Linked DNA regions of Gossypium hirsutum: region 2 is linked to region 1. Evidence: chromatin contacts called from public Hi-C data. All regions are on one chromosome and are shown on one strand. Each heading gives the region's core, a stretch centred on a gene start, on an enhancer-like site or on the middle of the called end of the contact. The rest is flanking DNA. Distances are from core to core; before and after follow the strand shown. Region 1 holds the start of LOC107921990 (mitogen-activated protein kinase 17). Region 2 has its middle 10 kb from the start of LOC121213592.

Region 1 (6,710 bases), core at 1,024-3,523:
TTTTCTCCAATCAATAGATAGCAGACCCTTGCAATTGTTTCCACAGAGGGAGTGCCAAGCAAATCAGTCACGAGTTCCAACTGATCCACGACATTCTTCCCAGGAAACAACGGTTTCCCTGTAAGCAACTCAGCAAATATACATCCTACACTCCAAATATCAACAGCAGGGGTGTACTGCAGAAGATCAGGTTTTTGAAATCAATTAATAAAGTTCTTAAAGGAGTTTGCTCAAATTGATTAACCTGAATGGATATAAGTAAAACTGTAGCAGCAGTGTATACGTGTATGAGAAGGAGAAGGACAAGTCCTTTAAACAGATTATAGTAAATTAATTTCAATAAGATAAAGGACTACAGCATTTACATTTGAGAAAAATGAACCGCACAGCTCAGGAGCACGATACCATCTAGTAGCCACATAGTCCTTGAAAATAAATGATAATCAGATGTGAATGATAGCATACATTGCATAAACAATGGCAATAAGTAGCAGAAGTCATAAGGCAAGAAGGAAACACTTACAGTCCAAAAAATAGCTGAAGGTACATCAGTAAATGATACCCGAGCAAGTCCAAAATCACAAAGCTTCAGTTTGCAGTCCGCATTAGCAAGTATATTTTTTGGCTTTAAATCTCTATGGAAAACATGAGCTGATAAAATTGAAACAAAAAGGTAAAAACAAAGTGGGTCATTATTTTCACAAATTGGGAGAAAACTCTACTGCAATAGATGGGTGAATATAAGCCACCTGTGTGAATGTATTTTAGACCCCGAAGAAGCTGGTACAAGAAAAATTGATGATGGTCAGGGGTTAGATCGTCGTTTATCTTTATAACATGGTGAAGATCAGATTCCATCAACTCAAAAACAACAAATATATCTTTAAATTCTCGACTACATGGAGGAAGCATTATGTGTTTTATTTGAACTATATCCGGGTGTCGCAGCAACCGTAGGAGTTTGATCTCTCTAAGAATGCGGATTGCATCAGGGGTGTGCTCAAAGATATTGGTCATCTTCTTAATAGCCACTTTCTCTCCAGTGTGAGTATCTATTGCAGATGCAACCACACCATAACTTCCTCGGCCAACTACATCTGTTATTTCATATTGACTTGCTTCACCATATTCAGTGAAAAAGTCTTTGTCAAACATTTTCTGATCAAAATAAGAATCCATTAGGTTCCATGTTAAACAAAACCAATATGAAAAGCTTACACTTTGAATGGGTTCACAACATACTTGAAGTAATACAAAAAAAAGTATTGAAACTACCTAGCATAGAATTAGATGTTAACCTTCTAAGTACTGGGAATCTATGGATTTGATTTTCAAATGACTGTACTCGAATCTGTAGATTTGGTTCGAATTTGAATCCGAATAGATCCTATCATACTCTTTCGAATGTATAGATATATCAGATTTTTACTCATATTTTTATATAGTGACTATGCTCATCTTCATAGTTCGTGGAAAAGATCAAATCCAAATTCACCGTCATAAAATCCCATAACCAAATAAGGAAAACTTGTTTTCTATGGTGACCTCTAGCAACCCTAACTTCTCAATTGGATGCAAATATTTGTATATTAAACCAAGAAAAAGACAAAACCAAACACATCAAAGATGATTCTTTTAACATCTATTTCCAAAATTTCAAAATATTAGAATAATAGCCATGTCTAGAGAATGTTTAGGACTTAAAAAATAAATTAATTAATAAATAAAGAATCTGAGAAAGGAAATTCCAGGCAGACAAATTCCTAGTTATTATTAAAAGTCAAGAGAAGAAATTCAACTAAAAGAGCTTGTAGGTAAAAAGCATTTCATTTTCAAGTCATTTTCGTCGCTAAAATTTCCATTATATGAGCAAAACTTCAAACCTCCATATCACTCATCAAATAGACATTCAAGCTCCCCAAAAAGAAAAGGAAAGAAGAAAAAAAACCCATAACTCATTGAAATAAAAACAGATAATTTAAGCGGTTACAGAGCCAAAAGAAATTACCCTATTCTTTCGGGGGCAAACGAATCCAAGGCTGCAGCTGAAGCTTGAAGATTGATGATAAAGAGGTTCAAATAAATGCGGAGACAAGATATGAAATTGATGACGAGAGCTTCAAATAGACGCTGAAACCACAGAACAGATATGAACTGCTCAAATAACACCTCCACCACCTTATACGTAGAAATACAGCACCAGTTGGCGTATTTTATACGTGTATATACTATCTATCTTGAATCCAGTGGGGTTGGATGTTGACAAAACGAACAACTTGATCATGTCAAGTATTTATATTAAATATATAGGGTAGATAACAATTAACAATTAGCTGTTTTCTATGAATGAACCCTTTCACGTTTCAAGGAAATCCACAAAAAATCTATTCACCAAGTAAATTTTAAATAAAAACAATATTTTTGTTATTTTTATTGTTTTAATTGCAAATTTTAATTAGGGAAAATTTATTTATATATATTGTTTTAAAAAAATTAAAGATATAAACTGCTTTATTAAGTATTTAGAGAAATAATTCGTTTTTGCTTACGTAAGTACTGTATACGTGAAGCGCTTTCATTGACTTGTCACCATCCTTGATTAGCATTTTAGGGTTGATTGGAGCTTTTTATTATTATTTTATTTTAATTCCATTTCAAGTTTTTCCTTTTATTTTAATTTCTAATTTTTACTTTTTAATTGAATTAATTCATATTGTTTCAAGATTTTTTATTTTTATTTTTTAATTAATGTTTTTAGTTAATAAACATGTTTTCAAATTTTATTTTTAATTCATATTTTTAATTACAATTATTTTATTTATATAAATAAAATAATAAATATGTAATTATATAATAAAATATATATTTATATATATTATTATGTTAAATATTTTTTCTCTTGGGCTTGTGCTCAAGCGTCCCACTATGTGGGAGTCCACTTATATTTACCCTACATATATACGTGTGGGAACTACTGAAAAAAAAAGGTTAGATTTCTTTTGGTGTACCGATAAAATCTAAGAAAAGAGAAGTGGGAGAGAAAAAATTGTTCTTTATACACAAATCAACCTTTGTATTTTCTTTTATCGAAGGTTGATTCGATGTTCGTTGGAGCTTTTTTTTAATGTGTACAGATTAATTTCTTTTTGGGTACTGTAACTTTGAATTTTTAGCTTTTAAAGTCAACCTCTTTTTGGTGAAATTCTCAACTTTTCTCTTAAAGTTTGTTTAAAATTAGTTGTTTATAGCATTGTTTGAATTGTATATTCTTTATGATGGCTTGATTGTGATCTTGTAGAAAGGACTTTTTAATCTTGTGGTTTTTTCTCTTTGCTTTAAAAGGGTTTTCCACGTAAAAGTTGTTTCTCGATTTATTAGTTTTGCTTGCGATATTGTGGTTGATTTGCACAAATTGTTATATATATTGTGTTATTGGGTTTGTCATAATTACTGAATTGATTTTTCGAGAGCAGAAGAATATCGATCGTGCGTGCTTTCGCGTTGTTTCATTGGGTTTGGTTTCGTTTAGACAAACTAGTATCAAGAGCTTAGTTATCGTGTTTGGTAATCATAGAAATTAGCACTAGTAAGATGGATTATGTTAAATGACACAAATTATCAACTTTGGCGAAACAAAATGAAAAATCTTTTGTTTGGGAAGGCTTTACATTTTTGTATTTTTGCTACTCAAAAGCCCAAGTCAAAAACTGTTGAAGAGTGAGAATTTGAGTATCAATAAGTGTGTGGTTTTATTCAACAATTTGTTGAAAAGAATGTTTATAACCACATTGATCAAGAAACACATGTGGGCACATTGCGGAAAAAGCTTGAAAACTTGTATGCTTTGAAGTTTGGCAATAATAAGTTGTCCAATCTTTTAAAGACTTCAACTTTTATGTTCTTTGTACTTCATTTTACTGTTGAATGTTAATCTACACTTTTCTTATAAGTTTTATAGAGTAAATATCCTATCTTTCATCTTTTCTCAAGCTTTTATGTTAATGGCTGTCATTTCCTTTTCTTGCTTGTTTGCTACTTAGATTTTAGCATGGATAACTAAATTATAAGGGATTTGGTTGATGGAGATGTGAGTAAGTTAATTTTTGGATGAGGGACTGAGTTGCAAAAAAATTGGACTAAATTGAATAAACTTAAAACTTAGGATTTATTCCCTAAGGGAAAACCAAAATAAGTGAGACCAAGACGAGATCTTATTGGACACCAATTTGATAAGTCTCAAGTTTGATAAGTTATAAAAGTAATATATTTTAATCTTATTCTTAATGTGTTTTTGGATGATTAATTATGCAAATTAGTGAATGTGATTTCTACGGATCAACCTAAGGTCAGTTGTTCTTACTCTCGAAAGAGATATTAACATAATTTAGGGATTTCTACGGATCAAGTCACAAGTGAATAAATCATTTAATTCAGATTCAAAATAATAGGTGAAGTCTAGGTGGATTCTTTCCTGGGTATTGTCTATCTCATTGGTTATCTTCGATTATTTTCCTATTCATTCTCTGTTGCATTCTTAGATAAATTAGTTTGGTAATTTTAGAATTAAACACATCACCCCAATTTGTTGGCTAGGTAACAAGAAGACGGTAATTACTAATACTTTTAGTCCTCGTGGATACGATATTCCCTACTCACCATAGCTATACTATTGTTCGATAGGTGCGCTTGCCTTTGTCGTATTTATAGTTAGTTTAGTGACCATCACCCGGGTTAGCCGATTAGGTCAAGAGATAAACCGAACTAATTTGTCTAATTTGGTAAAGTTGAGGCCGAGAGGTAAAACGGAATCACTTTAGGAATTTAAGCAACTTAGATCCCACCACATCAAAATCAATTAACCACCGTTTATTATTCATTGATCAATTTAGTAACTTTGCATAATTTATAATTTAGTCCTTGTGTTAATTAGTTGATAAATTATTATAATTATTGTTTATTTCATTGCTTGTCGTACTATAGTGTTTAACAATTAGTTAGTTAGACTCTTTATTCTGCAGACTTGTAGTTATCATTTCCTTAATCGCTGACTCTTTTGGGTTTGATCCTCAGAGTACTTTCGTACCCCGTTGTATAATTACATTACAACTAACCTGTCACACTTGCATACACCACACGGTAATATAGTTTTCGATCATTTGTTGTCTGTAGTTGTTGATTTCTCCCTCGTCATTCGCGGGGGTAGCGAGGGAGGCAGCCAATGTGATACTTAAAAAAAAAAAGCCTAAAAGTCTAGGGAATGTATAACATTTTATCTTATGTTTTATTGGAACGCAAAACCAAATGCAAGGTCATTGAATCTATGTTTTGCAGTAGTAAGACAAGAAGGGAAGTAGGAAGATAGTGAACAGAGAGAAAATATGTGGAAAACCAAACGGCTTGATATATATATATTTTTTAATATTATGAAATACTTTTGATATTCTCATTGTAAAACACCAGAACATGATAGCTTTTGTGGAGTTACATTTTTGGTTTTGTTCATACTACATGATTGGAGACCTGGCTTTTGATTGTTGCTGTAAGCGTCGCAACAGCTTCCCCTACTGTCAAGAACAAGCAATCTGGTCTCATGAAATCCCCTGCTTCATCTGATTTTTGCAATTTTTCCATCACCTCTCCCAAAGGATTCACCAACACAAGCTGCCATGTCAATAATAGAAAACAAGTCTCACACTTTTCAACTTGAAAAACATACATACATACATACATACATACATACACACATAATGAAATTGTTTTTGCAGATTGGGAACTCACCTCAGCTCCTTTCTTTTCCACTGTTTTCTTCAGTTCTTTAAAGATTGATACGCCACTCGTGTCTATGGCACTCACCGCTGGAAAAAAAGATGGACAACAGAGAATATGCAGATTTTGAGTTTTTTCTTGTTTTTTATTGCAGACTAGCCACAAATACCAGCATCATTGCTCTGTTTCCATGGTTGAGACTGCTTACCTGACATCACTAAAACCACAAATTGAAGGCTTGACTGCTTCTTATGATCTTCGGCTTCATATTCTTCAATCCATCTCAAGATCCTTCGTAAAAGAAGCCCATTTCCAATTACACAGTAGAGATACAGAATAATTAATCTAAAGATAGGTAAGGTATTACAAAATGTGTAAAGTGATAACCAACCTCTCATTCAGATATGTGGAGTTAGCGAAGTTGATAGGAGCTTCAATGCTTAGGATAAGGAAACCCGGGATCTTCATCGATTCTTTGTAATGGTGAAGATCCCGGAAAATATCTGTCCCGGGAATGTTCCCCAACATCACTGTCTTTGGCCTAGTAATTTGCAGGAGGATCTTGAAAATAGACATCCCAACCTGGTTCATTGATATATATTCTCATAACTTTACAGGTTTGACATGTGGGGTTGCATATTATGAGAAGGTTGGAGAAGAGAACTTACTGCCATGGCAAGACCATCTTGGACCGAGATAAAAATAACCCCGAAGAAAGCACACAACATCACAATGAAATCAAATTTGTCGATCTTCCAAATTTGACAGGCTGCTGGAATGTCTATAAGGCCAACTACAGCTGACACAATGATAGCTCCCAACACCACGTTTGGGGTGTACTGGAATAAAGGCATGAGGAAGAGAAGGGTCACCATAACCGTAATCGACATTACTATGTTAGACACTGCACTTTTCGCTCCTGCATTGTGATTAACCGCTGATCG
Region 2 (7,117 bases), core at 600-3,099, 170 kb after region 1:
TTTTTTTATATTAATTAAATAAAAAAAACAAACAAATAATAATTACAAAAAAAAATTAGAAAACATATCAGCTACTAGGGTGTTTCCTTTCATTCCAACACAAACACTCCTTCCTAACCTAAATTGCCAATCTCTTTTTTTTTTTTCAAACACACAAACAAGCAGGGACCAAGTTATATATACAGGTTAAAGGGGAAATTGGGGAAATTGGGGTAAAATTCGGGGCTGAGGAAGCAAAAAGAAGGGGGGAGCCTGTGACTATCCGGTTATGTCCGTCGCAGGGGGTTAGATCGGTGCTGCCTAACAGTTAGGCAATATTGGTCTAATTGCCTGTGGCAGACGTGATCGGATAGTCATGGGGTCCCTCCCCCTTTTATTGCTTCCTCAAGCCTTATTCTCTCCCCTTTTTTTGCTTCTCAGTTACGAGTTAGTATTTCTTTTTTACAATAGTGGTGCCGCTTGACTTTCATCCTCCACCCCTTCAAATTATTTTTTGAACCTGTACACAACCTATATTGTACCCGGTTGTACTTCATACCAATGCCGTCGTATAGGGTGGCACTACCAATAAAATATGATTTTTTTTTGAACTCTATTATGACCTAATGATGGCTTGATGATGGTGGAAAAAAATGGGTGGTGCTGCCACCTTGTGAGGCACCACCTATGGTTAATATTCAAAACATACTATTTTGGTAAGAGATACCATTTAAGTTAATAAATTTTTTTTTTGTATTATTGAGGTAAAAAAGCCACATTTCAAACATTGGAGTTCTGGATGTGTAGTGTATCAATTTAAACATCTAGAAATCTTTAGTTATCTATTTATGAGGGATTAATAGTATTGTTTCAGGTCGGGTCAGGCTGAGGCTTGATTTCAAAAAATTTAAAGCCTAGGCCCATGCTCAAGCCAACTTGGTCTGCTAAAAAAATATGTTTTACTATTTAAAAATTAATAAAATATCAATTGATATTTTATATATTTTTATAATTAAAGTTAAATAATAAATAAATTGTTTAAAATAAATTTAGAGGAGATCAAATCGACTCGAAATGCAAAAATCTATATCTATACATGACCGAAATTGGGCCTTAATGTGAGAATTTTTCAACTCATGTCGTGAAGCTTGACAAGGACTTTTTTTTTTTTATCATTTTGCCCAACATTGCCCTTAGGAGTTCGGTTTGTAGTCACAATTGATCACCGCACCTTCCCTACAGATCAAGACGCTTAACAAAAACTTGAATAGTTAAAAGTTAGTTCGATATCACTTGTCAAAAGGTTATTAACATATTTCTTAAGACAAGATTTTCAAACAGTAAAAATAAATATATCCCTTAAAATATATTGAAAAGCTAAACAAATATAATGTACATAATATTTCTTTCAATATTTTTCACTAATAATGCATAAAAATGAACTTGTTTACTTAAATATAACGTTTTTGGCACATAAGAAAAAAAAAAGGGTCCAAAGTAGTGGTCATCTGAAGGATGTCGGGTTAAGCAGTACAGTTGTTGCCAATCTCGTTATTTCCTTGGGCATGGAGTGCCATTGTTTGGAGAAAGAGATCAATATATGATTGAATAGCAGGTTCATATCCTCCATTGCCATGGGAATATCCAAAGGATTTGGTTACGCTTGAGAGTGATGTTTCTCCATTGGTTTTTTGGGTCCTTGTAAGTACAAGATGTAACGTTGGGTTGGTAGAATTTTAATACGACTTGCCTAAGAAGAGTAATCCCAACGTAAGTGATGGATAGGATAGGGCTTCCAGGCTTTCGCTGTTTCCGAATTGTTTCTACAGTATGGTAATTATTCCAAAACCAATCAATCCCTCAAGCCATGGTCTCTTAAGTTCTGCTGTCAGTGGGCATGTGCATTTTATTTTGCTCTTTAGTCTGGCATGACATTACTAGGTTCCTCTTGCTTTTCCGCATTATATGTTGTGAAGATTTGTGCAAAAAGCGCATCCTATTTCATTGGAATAGAGCTCTCGCAGGGCAAGGTTTGGAGCTTGGTTCCTTATGAAATCATTTTTTATGTTTCTAGATGTTGATGAATTTGTAGTAGAAACTCGTCCTAGCTTCCTTCCAGTTAATAATGTCCTTGTTGAGAAAACTGTGAATTCTTCTTTGAAACTACAGCCACAAAAATGGAGAACGAGCGGTGACAGAGGATCTACTCCTCATTCTTTCCTACAAGATCGATCATGACTTTATGATCCCAAGGGCATATGAGTTTATCAGTGGTAGGGTCTGATCGTTCATTTGAAATCTACTCCAAGGTATGAGTGCTAGGCTTGTGGTTGATGCCACATTGATTTCCTCCCAAATTTGAATTCGATACGCTAGAATTGGAGCTTTTTGAGTTCCTTATGAATGTGGCCCAAATTAAAGAATGAGAGGCTTGGTTCTGTGGTCAGAGGACCCATTATGTCCCAAATGTATTGGGACAAGACGGTTGGTTTACCATCTACTCCCAGTGTTTTTCACGGTCCAAATTGTCAAATAACTTGTATCTCCTTTGTTAGTATACCGACTTATTTAAAAGGTTAGGCATAAACTCTTTTCGTTTTCGTTTTCTTGAAAAATGAAAAATATTTTAAAAAAAAAGTTTGGTTAGCTCTTTGAAAAAAAAAAAGTGAAAGTTAGAAAGCAATAAAAAAAGTTTTTTCTATAGTTTCTCTAAAAATGCTTTATAAAACTTATGAAGATGAAAATAATGATTTTGAACTTTAAATGAATTGATCATGGTTCAAACCCTTATAAACAAAAAGTACTTAAACAAATTTTCAAATAATAAACCTGGTACTCAAGATTGGATCCATATAAATGTATTTTTTTATTTCTAATATTTCTATTATAGAAAAATAATTACTAAATATGTTTTCATATTTTAATTATTAAAAACAAATTTTTATTTCTATTTATCAAATGTGTTTTTCAATTTAAAAATCATAAAATAAAAAGAAAACATAGAAATAGAAAATATTCTCATAAACCAAAGCTTTAATTTGTTCATTAATGAGTGAGAATAAACCAAATCTAATAATGTATGATTCTATGACTCTCCGTTTGGTCCAGTTAACAAAAGATCGTATGGTAATGCTTAACAAAGAATACTTGAATGGTTTCTTCCTTTTCAATTTAGACCCTTCTAAGTTTTGCATCCTTGTAATTCTGTTAAGAAACTATTTTTTGACAATGACTGAATGCTAAAACTTAGTGTTTGTGGTTCTTGGTGTGTGGGAATAAAATAAGTATATGAGAAATTAACCAAAAGCTTCAAGGCGTATAATCATGCTACTTTCTTTAAGATTCTGTTTGTCCTACTATATTTTGGTGCACAAAAGAGTTAGTAGAAAATGAACCTCGAGGACACAATAAAGTCCAATGATTACATTTTGTATTGATGAAAATAGTTCATTGAGCACTTAGCAGTGTATAACAAGACTCGATTTTATAAAGAATTTATGTAGTAATTCTTTAATGAACAATCTAAGAATAGTATAAGATGGAGGAAGAACAAAATAACTTTTTTTTTCTAATTTTTTTGTGTGCCATGCAAATGAAATTCTACTTTTATTTATAGGATTCTTCATGTTTTTTCATAGATACATAACTATCCAATATATATTGTTTTGGATAGAATCATCTCTTAAATAGACATAACTATTCGATAAATATTACTTGAACTTTTATAATTCTTTGCTAATTATCTAAGAGACATAATTTTCGATATTTAAGATACTTAACCCATCATTATGAATAGTGACAACTCTTCATTAGTAACTAAATATTATAACCAACTATTGGAACACTATTTATTTTCAAACTATTCCAACAATCTCCTCCTTTTCTAAATATTCTAGATTTTGATAACTTTGAGCATTAATTGCATAAATGAATGTGTCTTATGATTGAACATTCACTTAGTGAACATATGTTAAAGCTAATCAAAATTGCATGGTAGACCATGCTTTTAACCAACTATTTCATTTTATTAACCAAACACATCTCACATAATGATTTTAACACAAGTCAGTGCATAGTATCTAAGGACACTATCATGACCATGTATTTGTAACCTCTTTCATGCATCTATTAGAGCCAAACTTTTGAGCTCTTAGAAGTAACCACAATTCAACCTCACATAGGTAGATCCCTTCAAGAGTGTTCTCATAATTATAACACTCTAACATATTTATGTTATGGGTCAACCAAAAGTATATTACTCATTATTCTCCTTACATTCTAACATATTTATGTTATGGATCAACCAAAAAGTATATTACTCATCATTCTCCTTACCATTACAAGTACCTAGCACTTTTTTTTATTATCTTGGGATGATATATTATAATATTATCTATAGTACTAGTAGTTGCAAACTAATTATGTACTTTTATCTCATTAACTCAAGACTAGACATTATACCAAGTGTTGAGTCAAGTTTTCATTATGAGTAACTCAAATATTATGGGCTGGTATGTAACACCCCTTATTCAAGCTTATACCTAAACCTGAAAAAGGAATGCTATATTTCAGGATAAATTCTTTAATCAAGAACCATAATTATTATTGAAGTTATTCTCATATTTTAGACCTTTTAAAAATCATTTAAGGTTTTATAGACTATTTCTAGGCTTTCTCTAAAGTTTGATTATATTTGGGGTTCGTATAAGACTCTTTCAAAAAAAATGAACTAGGCAGAGAAAAGAAGGATCAATGTCACGACATCATGGGGCTAATGATGTGACATTAGGTTCTCTGATTGTTCATGTCGCAACATCTTGTGGCCAATGTCGCAAATTTGAGTCATCTTTTGCTAAATAAGTTAAAACTTCTTTATTTTCCTGTTAAGATCAATACACATAATCCCACACATATACCAATCAATTTAAATCTATATAATACTTCAATTTATAAACTAATACTTCATCAATTCGTCATATAATAGTTACTCACTTAATGTCTCAATAATTTCATTTATACTTCTCTTATGTATTAGCTATTTCATCACTTATAACAACTTTTTAGCTTTACAACTCTTATATTAGTTTCCTCTTCCTCCTCTTAATTCCACATCCTATATGTGCAAGTATATATATGAGAATATTTGGCTTTTAGTATAGCGTGCCTATATGTAATATTAATTATTTTTCACTAATTACACATATACTCTTAACAAGGTTGTCTAATTGAGTAGCAATCACTAAATTATTTTTATATTGGGTTACAAAAATTGAAATTAAGATCTACTTTTTTTTTGAAACCAGACTCAATGAAAATTTTTACCATAAAAATTTCAGAATTTAGTTCAAATTAGATTAATACCATTTTTTCTTCAAATCTTCCCCAGTTCTGCTGCTAGTCAATTCTGGCCCTTCTCCATTAAATATTATTTATCTTTTTGTACAAGATTTGTATAACATTTTTTTTATTTAATTTGAAATTATACTCATTAATATTTTTATACATATAAATTTCATCTCCTAACTATTTTTGTACAATTTTTAATTATTTTTTAAATTCAGAACAGGGGATCCTGAAATTCATTTACCATTGTCTTACTAAAATGCATATATTTCATTCAATACAATCCCAATGCTTACAATATTCCTTCCATACAAAAAAATATTCATTGAAATTTAATTTCATACTTTGATCATCATTTAAATCATCTTATACAATTTTTGGTGAATTTTTAAAGTTGAGTTACTGTTGTTATCCAAAACTATTTTAGTGAAAATTCTACTTATTATCATTCATAGAACTCATAATAACATATAACACTTATTTTACTTATCAATTATTAAATTGTTATAAAAGATCACTTGATTATGTTTATCACTACACTTTAGATTATTATTCAATTTATTTCTTAAAGCTCACGGATCATTAACATATAGTTTTATCATAACTTCCCATAACACAAATTATATCACTATTTATGAAATACAATTTATAAAATATTTTTCATCACTATTGCTTAATTAAATTCACATATAAAATACTCACTTTATTACATGATTTAACTTAATACCTTGAAATATCAATGAAATTAAAATGAGCACTTAACTCTTTTTTAATAAGAACTTTTCATCGCTTCCCTTTTTATTCCTTTCTCACTTCCATCATTTCCATTCCTTTCTTTTCAACTTTCATCACTTCTAATTCTTGATTTCTTGCTTCTACATCATCTTCCCTCTTAGTTACCTTTGGAAATTTTCAAGAATTTAAGGTGGAATAATGATATTTTATGACAAAGGACCAAATTGTAAGAAAATGAGAATTTCTCTCCTTTTATAATAGTGGTGACGTTGGAGTATGGAGAGTATGAAGAAATTTCTTCATACTTTCATACAAGCATCTCCTTTAATTTAATTAATTAAAATATTAAAATATTTTATAATAAAATAATAATGAGATAATAATATATCCCACTATTTATATTTCAACACCTAATATTCATAAATCATTATCATGATAATTCATGATAATTATCTTGATTGAAAAGCAACCATTTTGCCCTTGTAATCTCTTAACATTCACTTCTGCGCCATTACTGACTTTTGATAAATTTGTAATGTAATCCTTCTTATTTTTTCACTTTATCAATATGGTCCTTATTTATCAATTTATTTTACCCTTTAGTCTTTTCCTCCTTTTCTGTATTTGCACTTTTGGTCCTTCAACTTTCCATATATATTTATTGACCTCTTGAATTTTGAATATTTCCTCCTCTTGACTTTTGGTCCTTCAACTTTCACATTTTTACAATTTAATCTCTGTCTTAAATTAATATATTATCTCTTACTTTTTTTATTCAACTTCCTTTGGTATCCCATGACCTTTACTTACAACTTATTTTACTAAGAATCTATCAAATACTATTTACGACTAAGGAGGTCTTCAAGATGTTACATTGTAACTCATCTCTAAATTTCAAAATTCCAATATAGCTATATTAATAATCTATATCACATGGTGAATATTCATACTTATTTGCATCTTGTAAGTTCAAGAGTCCAATAACCTCAACATTTTCAATTATCCAATCTTTCACAAAAGAAAGCTATCAAGGGTATCCTTTGTACAAATATACATTTAA

Evidence for each region. A called contact is a pair of places that touch in the nucleus more often than the background predicts.
Region 2: a Hi-C map of anther shows a contact between it and region 1, with 4 times the contacts expected there. The contact joins the enhancer-like site here to the promoter of LOC107921990 in region 1. A contact is called at or near these places in 11 of 34 Hi-C or Micro-C datasets (anther, callus, hypocotyl and 3 more).

What each region holds. Positions count from the first base shown.
Region 1 is chrD01:47,513,073-47,519,782 of Gossypium_hirsutum_v2.1, reverse strand. It overlaps LOC107921990 (mitogen-activated protein kinase 17), which reads right to left and starts at 2,273. Exons shown (of 13, transcript XR_005909472.1): 1 at 2,009-2,273; 2 at 750-1,158; 3 at 524-651; 4 at 366-425; 5 at 27-176. It overlaps LOC107921989 (probable sulfate transporter 3.3), which reads right to left. Exons shown (of 13, transcript XM_016851795.2): 9 at 6,435-6,710; 10 at 6,158-6,348; 11 at 5,975-6,057; 12 at 5,779-5,855; 13 at 5,380-5,661. The coding sequence ends at 5,500. LOC107921992 (a long non-coding RNA gene) reads left to right here and starts at 5,980. Exons shown (of 2, transcript XR_001691169.2): 1 at 5,980-6,121; 2 at 6,384-6,710.
Region 2 is chrD01:47,339,398-47,346,514 of Gossypium_hirsutum_v2.1, reverse strand. No RefSeq gene overlaps it. Among protein-coding and RNA genes, the nearest start is that of LOC121213592, 10 kb to the left of the region's middle. Within about 2 kb of position 1,849, at least 4 of the 9 cell types and tissues checked have an H3K27ac peak or open chromatin away from gene starts, as enhancers often do.